Linked DNA regions of Mus musculus: region 1 is linked to region 2. A link is a contact called in public HiChIP or PLAC-seq data. All regions are on one chromosome and are shown on one strand. The core of a region is the stretch at or near the end of the contact, and the rest is flanking DNA. Distances in the headings are between cores, read along the strand shown.

Evidence for each region. HiChIP or PLAC-seq counts read pairs in DNA pulled down with a chosen protein or histone mark.
Region 1: a contact with region 2 is called in an HNF4G HiChIP or PLAC-seq map of pancreatic cancer cells. The contact joins two enhancer-like sites. A contact is called at or near these places in 7 of 39 promoter capture datasets (the HPC-7 cell line, cranial neural crest, embryonic stem cells and 3 more), 1 of 484 Hi-C or Micro-C datasets (embryonic stem cells), 4 of 115 datasets of contacts at active chromatin or transcription factors (astrocytes, embryonic stem cells, microglia and 1 more) and 1 of 9 other capture datasets (adipose tissue).

Annotation. Positions count from the first base shown.
Region 1 is chr17:47,509,192-47,516,503 of GRCm38.p6, reverse strand. It overlaps a transcript of Ccnd3 not described here. Among named protein-coding and RNA genes, the nearest start is that of Taf8, 11 kb to the right of the region's middle. Within about 2 kb of position 5,288, at least 329 of the 459 cell types and tissues checked have an H3K27ac peak or open chromatin away from gene starts, as enhancers often do. A contact at or near this core is called in the HPC-7 cell line, adipose tissue, microglia and 1 more, where this site is marked.
Region 2 is chr17:46,869,861-46,877,115 of GRCm38.p6, reverse strand. It overlaps a transcript of Bicral not described here. Among named protein-coding and RNA genes, the nearest start is that of Tbcc, 17 kb to the left of the region's middle. Within about 2 kb of position 2,750, at least 116 of the 459 cell types and tissues checked have an H3K27ac peak or open chromatin away from gene starts, as enhancers often do. A contact at or near this core is called in the HPC-7 cell line, adipose tissue, microglia and 1 more, where this site is marked.

The DNA of each region.
Region 1 (7,312 bases), core at 4,039-6,538, 640 kb before region 2:
GTTACTTAATGTGTATGTGTGGATTTGTGTGGATTTATGCATGTGAGTGTAGTGCCCACAGAGGCCAGAAGAGGGCATCAGATCTCCTGGGAGTTTATAGGCTGTTGTGAGCCACCAGACTTGGGTGCTGAAAATTATTGGCCTACAGAAGAACAGGGAGAGCTGGAGAGATGGCTCAGCGGTGAAGAGCACTGACTGCTCTTTCAAAGGTCCTGAGTTCAATTCCCAGCAACCACACGGTGGCTCCCAATCATCTGTAATGGGATCTGATGCCCTCTTCTGGTGTGTCTGAAGACAGCTATGGTATGCTCATATAAATAAAAATAAATCTTAAAAAAGAAAGAAAGAAATCTTATAGAAGAACAGGGACTACCCCCAATCAACCACCAGGTCATCTCTGCAGCCCTATAAAAGCTTTGATGATTGTGTTTTCCCTGACTTTGAACCCAGTACTGAATACATCATACACTACACATTTCAAACAGACAAATGAATATTTTCAAAGCCTCCGTGTATTTTAGATGATGTTGGATGACTGTATGAGGTGCCTGAGCCTTATACCTATGCAGCCCTGTCCTCTGGATGGGGCATGGGTCACTCGCTCTAGGCAGGGCTGCCACCTATCTCTAGGTGAACTCTGAGAAACCTCAAAACCTTCCTCAGAGGCCAAGTCACCAGGACCCAGCTTAACTTAACCATGAACTTGAGTTGTACCCCCAGCCACTGCCCCAGTGCCACACCCCAGTAAAGCTGTCACGGGAAAGCCCAAGGAAAAAAGGAAATGAACGTTGGAGGGGGAGGGGGTCAGAAGAAAATGTCTGCACCTTCGTTTCAGTTGGGTGGCTGTGGTCTGGCTGATTCATCCAGGGCTCCACAGATAGGTCAGAGCCCCAGCTCCACCTAGCTAAGCTCACATCTACCATCACACGCTCCTGCTTCCTGGGTCCTCTGTGATACCTGACCTTCCTGCTGGGGCAAGGCCAAGACATCCTTATTCCATCTGGTTTGGCTTAGTTGATGTTGCTGGGGCTCTGGCTAAGAGACCTAAGGGATCCAGGATGCAGGAGGCCCTCGTATGCTATGAGTGGTGGGAAAACATACTCCCTACCACCACTACTTCCAAGACACATGTGCATGTCACTCACAACCAGTTCAGAAGCCCCACCCTCTGTGTTACTACCCCCAAGACTATGTATAAGGCACTGTCTCAATAGGAACCTAGTATCATATCTCACACCCCCGATGGGACATACACATGCCAACCAAGCTGGCCTCAAACTCATAGAGGTCCATCTGGCTCTGCCTCCCCTCGTATTGGGATAAAAGGCGTGAGCCACCAGGGCTCTTGGCATTGGGCTCTCAATACTGACCATGAGTTCAGCTGTTTGGCCTGTGAACTTCCATTCTTCATGTGTGAAGTAAGAAACCCCAGCACCTGCCTATTACATGTGCATGTATGTGCACACATGTGCATGTATGTATTACACACGTGCCGGACACTGGACAATCCTGGGTGTCAGTCTCAGGACAGTCAACTGCTCTTCTGAGGCAGGATCTCTCAATGGCCTGGAGATCGATCGCCACCTGGGCTAACTGGCTGACCAGGGAAGCCCTAGGATTCTGTCTCTGCCTCCTTGGCACTAGATGGCACATAAGGAATTTGCATACGTGTTGTGAGGCTCAAATTCACACCTTCATGCTTGTGAGCCAAACACTGCACTGACTGAGCCAGCCATCTTCCAGCCTTTTGTACTGTTTTTCTTTTCTGAGACAGGGTTCTATGCATCCCAGACTGGCCCCAAGTCCAAGGGTGACCTTGAACTTCTCCTGCCTGTACTTCCGGAGCACTGGTTACAGTCATGGGCCACATCCAGTTTTTTGTGTTCCTGAAGACTGAACCCAGAGATACCTTATGCCAGGTCTCGTCCAACTGAACAACATCCTCCAGCTCCTTGTAGGATGAGTGTGAAGAATAAGTAATAATCGAGTTAATAAACATACAAATGGAAGGAGAATAACACCTTGTGTAAACTGAACTCTGACCTCCAAGCACAGGCTCCCATACACTTCATACACTTTGCCCACACACACACCACACACTCTGTGTATGTGTATGTATATACATATACATATATATACACATATGAATATATACACACACACACATACATACATATATGTTTTTTTAAAGAAAGAAAATGTATACAGTATATGCTCATGAGGAACACCCAAAAGGACTCCCAGCAGTTTTGTCTGAGGAAACTTTCTGAGGACCACCCAGAGGTACCAAAGTCAAGTTCAGTGGTTATACTAAGTCTGAGCCGACTCAAAAAAAGACTATCTCTCCAGAGATCCAGAGATCTGAGAGGCAGATTTGGTTGGTCTTGTGGACTAAGTCAATCAAAGAAAAGACAGATGCTGGCCCTAGGACCAGCAGGTACCAGCTGACTGGGAAGAAGGGAGGACTTAGGGACTGTACTAAGTGTCTGCTCTTGCTTGGTCATCTAGTATATCTGAAGGCCCGTGACCCCCAAGACCCTTCCCACTGTGGTTCGTGGGTCTGTACGGGACATGTCTTAGGAGGAGGGGAGAACAGAGAGGAAATAAGAGGCAGCCTTCTGAGCCACTGAGTGCAAAGAGCCTTCCCTTCCTAAGGTCCCCAAGACATCTTGGTGTGGTTCTCTTGCTAAAGATCCAACCCCTCCCAGGGTCTCATTCAAATTGGGCTCCAATCACAGCAAGCTCTGAAAATGAGCTCAGGAAAGATTCTGTGACAGCAGACAGAAATCTTCAAGGGACAGGCGGATGGGACCTACAGGTGCCCTCTCCTCCCCTAGCAGGGCCCCCCTCCTCCAGCTGGAGCTTAAGTTGATGCTCAAGGCCTGCATGTGTCTTGAGGCCCCGGCCCTGACTTCCTTTCCCAGAACTCAAGAGAGCCCAGGGGAGGGGCAGGGAGGAGCAGCCTGGAGAGAAGGGAGCAGAGATCCGGAGGAGGGTGGGCTGGAGCAGAAAATGCTGGGGCCAGAATCGGGAGGTTCTGGGATTGCCCCAACTTCAAGGACTCTGTCCAACCTTCTCCCCAAAGGCCAAAACTTTCAGGTCTATTTTTACTCTAGAGGAAAAAGGGCTGTGAGGCCAGAGCTCGGGCTGGGTGGTAGAGCATTTGCTGAGCACACACCAAGCCCTGGGATCCATCTGCAGCACCATTTAAACTAGGTCTGGTAGCGCATGCCTTGTAACCTTAGCCCTTGGGAGGGAGAGGGAGGAGGATCAGAAATTCAAGGTCATCCTTGACTGCGGAAGAAGCGTAAGGCTAGCCTGGGCTACGTGAAACCATGTCTTAAACAAAACAAAACCCATGCTGAAGAGAAGTAGCACACATACTTCTAATCTTAGTACCAGGGAGTCGGAGGCAGGCACTATGAGTTCAAGACCAGCCTGGTCTAAAAAAGGGAGTTTCAGGTCAGTCAGAATTGCATAGTAAGGTCTTGTATCAAAAAATAAAAAGTGTGTGTGTTTATATGTGTGTGTGTGAGAGAGAGAGAGATGGAGTCATAGGCGAGATGATGAAGAAAGAAACCAAAACTGGTTTGGGATTAACCCCCATGCCCACCCTAAGGAGTAGAGGCTGGAAAATGACTTCTGCTGTCAAGAAGACAGTAACTATCACTCATCAGAAGCCATGGCCTGCCTGGCCCAGGGCAGGACTTCGTATTATCTCTTAAGTCGAATGCAGGTTAGACTCTTTACCCAGCCATATCCTATGCCTCGTTTCCTCACCTGCAAAGGCAGAATAATGCCTGTCTTGCCTGGGATGTAGCTGAGTGACAGAGTACTTGCCAATATGTACAAAGGCCTAGGTTTGAGCCTCAGCATACACACAGACACACACAGACACACAGACACACAGACACACAGACACACACAGACACACACACACACACACACACACACACACACACACACACGCAAGCGTGTGTGCTTGCTTCATTGGGCTGTGAGGCCATTAAGATGCTCCTTAGCATATAGTAAACATTTAGCTGGTACTAGCCACCATGAGGGAAGGGTCACAGGTGAGGAAACAGACACCAGAAAGGAACCTAGCAAGAACCAAGCCAGGCAGCTTATCCATAGGGACTGCTCTCTGGCCCGACCACCATAGAATGAAAATGGATGGTGAATCCCCATTTGATGCCAAACAGCCCTATCAGTCTGCCAGCTGAGCTGTGTGAAACTTAGCAAGAAGCTTAACTTCTCTGTGCAGCGGCTTCTTGGCCTGTCTCCTATGTCCCTTGAGCTGACGGTGGTTAGGAAAGAATGAATTATTAAGTCTTTGGAAATACTAGCCAGACTCTGTTCCAGGGCTGTTCACTGTGGCCATCTTGCTCACTGTGGGCCGAGTCTGCTGTGTCCTGTAGCCCACTGACCGTAAGGCCTTCTTAGTTCTCTGTCTCTGTCTCTGAAACAAGCTCTTGCCCAGTAGTCCTGGCAGGCCTGAGCTTGCCATGGAGGCCAGGCTGGCTTCAAATTCCCAGAGATCCACCTGCCTCTGCCTTCCTAGTGCTGAGACTAAAGGCCTGCGCCATCAAGCCAAGCAAGCAATAGCCCTTAACGGGTCTGACCGGCTGCAATAAGATCTGGCCCGGATACAGGAAGAACCAGCCCCACCTTCAAAGAGGCATGGCTAAGTCTCTGCTTTCTAACCTCAGGAGAGGCTGCTGGGGAATTTTACCCAACAAGGGAGAACTAATTCTTTCAGAAAGGTGTGGCTTCCGAGGCCCTTAACAGGCAACAATGTAAGTGTTAGACCCTTTGAAAGGTAGGAAGGGTCATTCCAGAGTAGCTTCCCTGAAAATGTGCTGGCGCCTGCTGACACTTGGGTCCCTCGGAGGCAAGGACGACGGAAGGTCAGGAAGAGTTGTGGGAGGGCCCCTGCCTGCGCAAAGGAGCACCTTCTCCCAGCGCTGCACACTTGGGCCAGAGCACATTTTATGGAGATTCTGCCTGGTCCGGTCAGAACAGCTCTCTGTGTAAACAGCTGGGAATGGGGTGGGGACAGAGGTCCCAGGAAACCAGCTGGCGCCTGAAGGACCAGGTGGGGTTCTTCACCCAATCCGGGGGCCCCTGAAGTGACACTCTGGGCTATAGCTCCATCTGGTGGACCAAGTGTGAATACCATGGGCCGGGGCCAGCGGCAGGCCGAGTGATGACGCAAGGGGGCCTCGGTGAGTCACCCAATTTCTAGGCGGAAAGGGGTGGAGTCTTCGCGTTGACACTCTGGCAGAGGCCCTAGGTGCATGCGCTCTAGACTCCTGTAGCTAGGACTCACGTCATTAGGCTGGGATCACACAGCTATTTGTTAGAAAGTTCTTACATTTTTGCCAAGTGGGCGTGGTACTTTCCATGCCTGTAATCCCAGCTCCCAGAAAGAAAAGGCTGGGGTTGCTACAAGTTCAAGGACGGCCAGGTCTGTTTACAATAGTACGGGGGTTGGGGGGAGGCTATATGGCAAGGCTCAAGCAATAATAATAATAATAATAATAATAATTCAAAACGCATAACCAAACAAAAAAAATCCATCTACTCAAGAAAAACGTATGGGTCTGGAAAGCCAGAGAACCAGCTAAAAGCTTGTCCTGCTCTTGCAGATGACCCAAGTTCAGTCCCCACACTGTGTGGCTCACTTCAGGCCCTTGCATTTATGCACACAGACACACAGAGACACATAGTTACAAATAAAATAAACATTTTTGTTTCGTCCTAATGCATCCCAGAACTACCTTAAACATCTAAACGCTTCTTGTATCTCCTTCAATTTCTGGAGTCTAACTTCACTTTTTGATGCTGCCTTGCTTGAAAGCTTTACAGCCTAGGCCCCTTCCAACTTCCAATGATCCTCCTGCCTCAGCTTCCTGAGTGCTGGGACCACAAGCATTCACTACTACTTCCAATACCACTGCATTTATTTATTTTCCTACTTAGCTCTCTTTTGTTTTTGTTTTGGTTTGGTTTGGTTTTGGTTTTTCGAGACAGGGTTTCTCTGTGTAGCCTTGGCTGTCTTAGAACTCACTTTGTAGACCAGGCTGGCCTCGAACTCAGAAATCCACCTGTCTCTGCCTCCCAAGTGCTGGGATTAAAGGCGTGCGCCACCACGCCCGGCTGTTGTTTTGTTTTTTAAAGATTTACTTATTTATTATATGTAAGCACTCTGTAGCTGACTTCAGACACTCCAGAACAGGGTGTCAGATCTCATTACGGATGGTTGTGAGCCACCATGTGGTTGCTGGGATTTGAACTCAGAACCTTTGGAAGAGCAGTCAGTGCTCTTACCCGCTGAGCCATCTCGCCAGCCCTCTCCTTTGCTTTTAAATTAAAACTATTACTTATACGCCCGGCAGTGGTGGCGCACGCCTTTAATCCCAGCACTTGGGACATATTTACTTGCAAAGACTCCCTCTGTGTTCTACCCCAAGCCCTCCCCCTCTCCACACATCACACCGTACCATCCGTATTATATTTTTGTTTTAAAATTGTATGTGTATTGGTGTTTTGTCTCTACCTGGGTCTGTGCACCGTGTGTGTGTGTGTGTGTGTGTGTGTGTGTGCGTGCGTGCGTGCCTGTGCGTGTGTGCGTGCCTGTGCGTGTGTGTATGTGTGTGTGTGTATGTGTGTGTGTGTATGTGTGTGTGTGTGTATGTGTGTGTGTGTATGTGTGTGTGTGTGTGTATGTGTGTGTGTGTGTGCGCGCGTGTGCGTGTGTGCGTGTGCGTGCGTGTGTGTGTGCGTGTGTGTGTGTGTGCGTGCGTGTGTGTGCGTGTGTGTGTCTGGTGCCCAGGAAGGTCAGAAGGAGCAGAGTTACATAGACTTCCTCCTGGTGGGCAGGAAGATAGGGTGAGGGGATGTAGCTAGGTAATACTGGTGGTGAATTCCAAATTCCCAAGATGAAAGGTCTCTTCTTCACTCTCAGGACCTGAGACAAAAGCCTGGCAGCTTAAAACAAAAGTTTTATTGAGTTTCTTCTCCCACTCCCGGACCCCCTGCTGATGGACTTCAAGCCTGGAAGGTTTACAGGCCAATCAACCATCCTATCTTTTTTCAAATTGACCAACCCTAAATTAGGGGAGAAGGACTTTTTGAGAGACTTAAAAAGGCCTCCAGCCTTCAATTTTTTTGTTTCCCAAGTCTGCACTCTGCCTTGCAGGGTCTGTTTCTCTGTGTGTCTGCCGCATGTGTTTCCTCATTCCCAGTACCTGCCCTTCAACCGTTGGTTCTGTCTGCTGCTGTCTGCTTGCAGTCTGAGATTTCCCTCGAC
Region 2 (7,255 bases), core at 1,501-4,000:
CATTACTGACTGAGCTGTCTCCTATCCACCCCTTTTTCTGTCTTTTGTTTTTGAGACAGGGTTCTCTCTGTGTAGCTCAGCTTGTCCTTTAACTTGTACTCCTCCTGACTTGGCCTCCCATACCATATCTGATTCTTTGCTGCATTTTTAGAACATGAGAGAGCTGGCATTGATTTGAGGCAGTGCTAAGTCATTGCATAGCCTATGGAAGATGTGTAGTGTACAAATCTTCTTTTCCTTAAGAAGCAGAAACAAGGCTGGCGAGATTGCTCATGGGGAAGGGAACTTGCTCTCCAGCTTGGTGGCATGATGTCATTCCCTAGAGCCAGGTAGAGAGAGGCGAGAGCTAGAACCGGTTCCCAGCAGTTGCCCTCTGACCTCCACAGCACACAAAGGCATGCACATGCGCACACAGTGAGTAATTGGTTCGGTGAGAAAGAGGCCGAGCCAGATGTTGTAAGGGCAGGTTGCTTGTTTTTTACTTTTAGTGCCAACACTGTTAGCTGTGTTAGTTCTGTGTTAGCCGGGGTTCTCTAGAGTGACAGACAGGCTTGTCAGGGTTATGGAATGAATATGAGTATCTATATATTTAGAGAGAAGGAAGGAGGGTGGGGATTTATTATAGGCTGTGGTCAAGATGACCACAATGCTGGCAGTTGCCTATGAGTGGAAGGTCTAAGAATGCAGTAGTTATTCAGTCCATGAAGGTGCATGTCTCAGCTAGTCGGTATAGCTGGAATCCTGAGGATGTAGGCTGTAATGCCTGTCTGAATGGGCTTGCTAGGGAGAGCGAGCAGGCAAAGAGAGAGAGCCTCCTTCTTCCATGCCCTTATAATGGCTGCCAGCTGAAAGGGTGGTGCAGATTGAGGGTGGCGTTTCCCACCTTAAAAGATCCGGATTAAAAATGTATCTTCACACCTCAGATGGCTTAAGTAAGGGAAAAAAAAAAATCCGCCGGGCACACGCCTTTAATCCCAGCACTTGGGAAGCAGAGGCAGGCAGATTTCTGAGTTTGAGGCCAGCCTGGTCTACAAAGTGAGTTCCAGGACAGCCAGGGCTACCCAGAGAAACCCGTAAAGCCAAAATAAATAAATAAATAAAAGCCCTCACAGGGGTGCCCAGCCTCTCAGGTTTTAGTTAATTCCAGGTGTAGTCAAGTTGAGAACAACAGCCATCACAACTTCCTTTTGTGTTTAAATTTTTTTATAAAGATCTTTACTTTTATTTATTTATGTAGACTTCTGCGTGCATGTACACCTGTACCTGCAGGCCAGAAGAGGGCGCCAGATCTCATTATAGATGGTTGTGAGCCACCATGTGGTTGCTGGGGATTGAACTCAAGACATGTGGAAGAGCCGCCAATGCTCTTAACCTCTGAGCTCTCTCTCCAGCCCTCATGTTTTAAAATTTTTATCACATTTATTTATTTGTAAGTGTCTGTTGGAGTAGGAGAGCTAAGTCAGTAGAGTGTTTGCTATTGCAAGCATGAAGACGTGAGCTTGCTTTTTAGAACCAATATTTATAATCCACATTTATAATCCCAGCACTGGGAAGGCACGACTAGACCTTGCTGGCCGACTGGCCTAGCCTACTGCAGAGTCCCTGCCTCTGGGAAGTCCCATCTTAAAGAGCAAGGTAGAGAGCCAATGAGAAAGAACACATGAGAGTGTCCTCTAGCCTCTACACACCTGTGAGTACTTACACAATTGGGGCATCCATGCATACAAACACACACACTCAAGCAAGTTCACACACACCTGTATAGTTACAAAATAAAACCCACCCGAGGTACATGGACCCTGAGGAGGAACGCTCAGAGTTCTCTTTTCCCACAATTAGGCCAGGTGGTGGCTCACACTTGAAATCCCAGTATTTTGGAGGCTGAGGCAGGAGGATTACAGCTGGGCAGTGGTGGCGCATGCCTTTAGTCCCAGCACTTGGGAGGCGGAGGCAGGCAGATTTTAGAGTTCTAGGTTAGCCTGGTCTACAGAGTGAGTTCCAGGACAGCCATGGCTACACAGAGAAGCCCTGTCTCAAAAAACAAAAGAAAACAAAAACAAAAAAAAAGAGTTGGAGACCAGCCTGAGCTTACAGAGTGAGACCCCCTATTTTTGTTGTTTGTTTTTATTTTATTTGTGTTTAAAGCAGTTATACGAGGAGGGAACAAGGAGAAGCATGCTAGTTGGGATAATATAAGACTAAGACGTGACTCAATTAAAAACAGTCATTTATGTATCTATTTGCTGTATGTGTGGGGGTTTAACCATCGGAGCAAGCATGTGGAAGTCTGAGGACTACTGTGGAAGTCTCAGGTTGTCTCCCACCTTGTAGGTCCCAGGGATCAAACTCAAGCCTGGTGTAGGCCTGGTGAGCAATCATCTCTCCCCCTAACCATTGTGCTCCCCTTGCCGCCGTTTTTTGGGGGAGGGGTAAAAACAGTAATGTTGAGAGATTCATTCATTGCTTCTCTCAGACTGCCACCCATGAGCCTAAGTGCTTCCTCAGTTGCACACACCCATGCAGGGGAGGACATCTTTGTCTGAACATCCTAAGTCTAGAGAACACTTTGTGAGTGACGCCCTGTTAATGAGGACCAGTCACCAGCCTTTGTAGAGCATCCGCTACCTCCAGCACCAGCCAGGTGCCTTGACAGAACCTAGCGTCAAGAAATGGTGGCTTAGCGTACTGACGCAGGATGCCACAGCTGGCCCCGGGGGAGATGGGAAGGGATAAAAATAGACAAAGCCTGGTCCTCGTCTCCTGGAGGCTGGGAGTCCAGGGATAGACATGACTAATTATGAGTCACTCGAGGTGGTGTGTGTTATCAAGGAAAAGGAAGTTGTTTGGAAGTACAAAGAAGAGAGAAGCAAGGGGAAAGGGCAGGCAGGGGAGCCGCCAGAGGAAGTGAATGTCACGAGAGACGGGGACAGGGACAGAACTGGCCAGGCTCTGCTTCCTAGAATCCTGTGGGCATCCAGGAGTTTCTGGAACATCAGAGTTCCTGGCATTTGGGTGGGTTCGGGATGGGAAGGTGAAGAGAAAGAGTTGGAGCTGGGGGTGGGGGGAGTGGGGGGGTCGGCAGTGCCTGAGAAAGGCTGTTGCCATGGTTCCCTGGAAAAAACAATGGGGCCAAACAGAGGTCAATGGAAATGAAATGGAGATCACCTGAGAATGATCTGTGCTCCAAGACCAAAGTGTGAATCTGTTTTGTATTTTGTTTGTTTGTTTGGTTTTACGAGAGAGGAGTTCTCCCTGTAATAGTCCTAGGTGTACTGGAACTCACTTTGTGGACCAGGCTGGCCTCGAACTTCCAGCACTGGGATCAAAGGCTTGTGCCCCCATGCCTGGCCAGTCTGAACTTGTAAAATAGGCATATACTTACCCAATGTCTGTAGCCAGTGCTGATACCAACCAAAGGCTGGCTCAGAGCGAGGATTTAAGGTGCAAAAGGAGTAGCATGGTCCAGAAGAGCTTTTTACCCAATCCACGGGGTTTCTGCACAGTCCTACAAATAAAGCTGGTCTCCTGTCCGGCAGAGACTGGCTTACCACAGCAGGAGCCTATTCCTTTGACCTGCACTGGAGAGAGGCTGTCGGGCAAGCTTCCATTATCAAAACTGGAATTTGCTGTGTGTGGTAGTTTGAGCCTGTAATTGCAGCACTTGGGAAGTGGAGGCAGGAGGACTTGCCACATGTTCAAGACCAGCCTGGGCTATATAGTGAGACCCTATCTTCATTGAAGAGTAAAAAAATAACTTTAAAAAGTAATGCAAGGCATGAGAGACGGCTCAGCAGTTAAGAGCACTGGCTTCTCTTGTGGAGGACTGGGTCAGTTCCCAGCACCCACATGGTGGCTCACAGTGCGCTGTAACTCCAGTTCCAGGGGATCTGACACTCTTCTAGCCTCCTCCAGTGCTAGGCTTCTACGCAGTACACATCCCTATATATATGCAAGCCAAATGCTCATGAGATAAAAATAAATGCTACGAAGTGCAGGTCGGATGCACGAATGTAAAGCAGGCGGGCCTCAGAGCCTAGACTATCACTGGGCAATCTCTTCCCCCCTCTTCCTCACTCAGTGGAAATCTGCCTCTCTCTGCGTGCACTTACCTCTGCTCTGAAATGTTAGCTTTGACCTTTGTCTTGTGTGCATGTGGTGACCAGAGGTCACCATCTGGTGGCCTCTGCAGTCGCTTTCCACCTTTTTTTCTCCCTCCCCCCCCTTTTTTTTATTCTTTTTGAGATGGGCTTTCTCTGTGCAACCCCTGCCTGTCCTGAAATTCACTCTGTAGACCAGACTGGCCTAGAACTCAGAGACCTGCCTACCTCTGCCTCCTGAGTGCTGGGATCAAAGGTATGTGCCACCACCACCCAGCCACTTTTTGTTGCCGTTGTTTGAAAATATCTCATTTTGGGTGATGTGTAATGTGTTGGGGGGTCAGTGCATGTGTTTGCAAGTGTGTGCAGGTACCCAAGGAAACTGGAGGCACTGGATGTAACAGAGCCGTTGGTACAGATGGTTGTGAACCACCCAGTGTGCATGCTGGGAACAGAACTAGTCCTCTACCAGAGTATTCCACCATCGTCTGTCTGTCTGTCATGGTTTTCTAGCTAGCCTGGAATAAACTATTGATCAGTGAATGGCCTTGAACTCTCAAAAATCTACCTGCCTCTTCGTCCTAAGTGTTGGGATTAAAGACACACACAGCCACACTCAGCCCTGGGTTTACAGGCATGGACGTGCATGCTTGCAAGCAAACACTTTCTATTCCCAAAGTTGCTCTTTGATTTTTTTGATAAACACCAGTCACAGTCTCTTGACTTTTGCAAGTTTTCACAAGGTCACTGGTCTCAGGGAGTGTACTTCCAGTGTTTGTAGCTCAGGGATCCCCCAAACTGCCTGCCACGACCTCTGGTCCTGGCACTGCCCAGTACTCGGTGTGGCTCCTCCTTGTTAGGGCCTGAGTGTGGAAGTTGAGCCTCTCACTCTTAGGTGTGTCTAGTTGAGGCTTTCCTTTTTGTCTTACTATCCTTACTCAGCTTTGAGAACCCAGCTTTAGGGCTTGAGAGCTGGCTCAGTGGTTAAGAGCACTGGCTGCTCTTGAGAGGACCTGGGTTTGGTTCTCAGCACCCACACAGTGGCTCAGAACCATCCATACCTCGATTTCTAAGGAGTCCAGCGCCCTCTTCTAACCTCTGAGGGGTCAAGGCAGGAACATGGTGCATATACATGCACACTGTCAAGATAGTCATACATGTAAGACAAAATAAATAAAATTTTCGAGCCGGGCGTGGTGGCGCACGCCTTTAACCCCAGCACTCGGGAGGCAAGAGGCAGGCGGATTTCTGAGTTCGAGGCCAGCCTGGTCTACAAAGTGAGCTCCAGGACAGCCAGGGCTACACAGAGAAACCCTGTCTCGAAAAAACCAAAAAAAAAAAAAAAAAAATTGGGGGGCTGGAGAGATGGCTCAGCAATTAAGAGCATTGACTACTCTTCCAGAGGTTCTGAGTTCAATTCCCAGCAACCACATGGTGGCTCACAACCATTTGTAATGGGATCTGACGCCTTTTGTAGTGCAGGCATACATGCAGATAGAGCACTCACTCATATGCATAAACAAACAAATCTTTTAAAAATAAATAAATGAATGAAATTTTCAGCCTGGTCTACAGAGCAAGTTTCAGGATATCCAGTGCTATGCAGAGAAACCCTGTTCTGGGTGCTGGGGGCCAGGGGAAAGCACAGCTTTAAACTTTTCCCTCTACCTGCCTGTCTGCACAGAATGCCTTCTCTATCCCCATACCCAGAGCATCACACTGTGTGACACCCTTGCCTTCCCCAAGCCCCATATATTGTTGCTCTGTTGTTTTTAATCTCAGAACACTTATAAGGATAGAGGACATTGAGCAGATCAACATGACAATGTTGAACATGAGTGTGTTCAGGGCTGGGGATGTCAGCAGGCAAGCTTCCTGTCTGTGGAGCTGCTTGCCACAGAAACGGCTTCCCTCCCTCCCTGAGGCCACACCCATCCACCACCCACACATCTATCCACAAATCTACCCACCCACCCATCCATCCATCTACTCACACATCTACCTACCCACCCACACATCCATCCACCCACCCACTTACCCACCCATCCACCCATCCATCTATCTACCCACACATCTACCCAACCATCCATCCATCCACCTGCCCACCTACCCAGCCAGCCAGCCAGCCAGCCATTGATCCATCCATCCATCCAACTCCATCCATCCATGCATCCATCCATCCCAGGTACCCAGAGCAAGCTTCACTACTGCCGTGCATATGGATTGCTCTTGTTTCATCTTTCCTTTCCCCACTTTTTCTAATTTGTTTGTGGTGATGGGGACAGCATAGTGACAGTAGATCTTTTGTCGCCACATTAGAGAGGCCTTGGCTGCACCCACCCAGGGGGGGTTCCTTTCTGAAGTGGCAGGAAGGAGGTTTTGAGGTTTGTGAATATTGCTTCTAAGTATCTTAGCGAAAGATTTGTTTGCCCATATTTGTGACATTTTGGCAAGCTAGAAACCTGAGAAGATGCTTTCTGGTTGGTTTTGTGTGTGGTTTTACTCTTTAGGGGGAGAATTTACACCTTGGTGAAACTGTGCTTAACTGGCTAGAGAGATGGCTCAGTGCTGCCCCTGCAGAGGACCCAGGTTCAGTTCCCATCAGTACACGGCAGCTCATGATGTCTGTAACTCCAACCCTACCATGTCCAACTTCCTCTTCTGGCCTCCACAGACAGCAGGCATGCACACTGTGCACTAACATACAGAAAAAACACCCATACGGCTGGGTGGCAGAGGCAGGTGAATTTCTGAGTTCGAGGCCAGCCTGGTCTACAGAGTGAGTTCCAGGACAGCCAGGGCTACACAGAGAAACCCTGTCTTGAAAAAAAACAAATCAACCAACCAAACAAACAAACAAAAAAAAAAAACCAAACACCTGTACGCATACAAATCAATAATTTAAAAAAAAATTGCTATTGGGGGTCAGAGAGATGGTTCAGCAGGTAAGAGCAATGGCTGCTCTTCCAGAGGTCCTGATTTCAGTTTCCAGCAACCACATGGTGGCTCACAACCATCTGTAATGAGATCTGATGCCCTCTTCTGGAGTGTCTGAGGACAGCTGCAGTGTATTCATATACATTTAATTAATTAATTAATTAATAAAACTGCTGTTAACTTTGGGGTTAAAACTAACATAATTCCCAAACAGTTGGGGA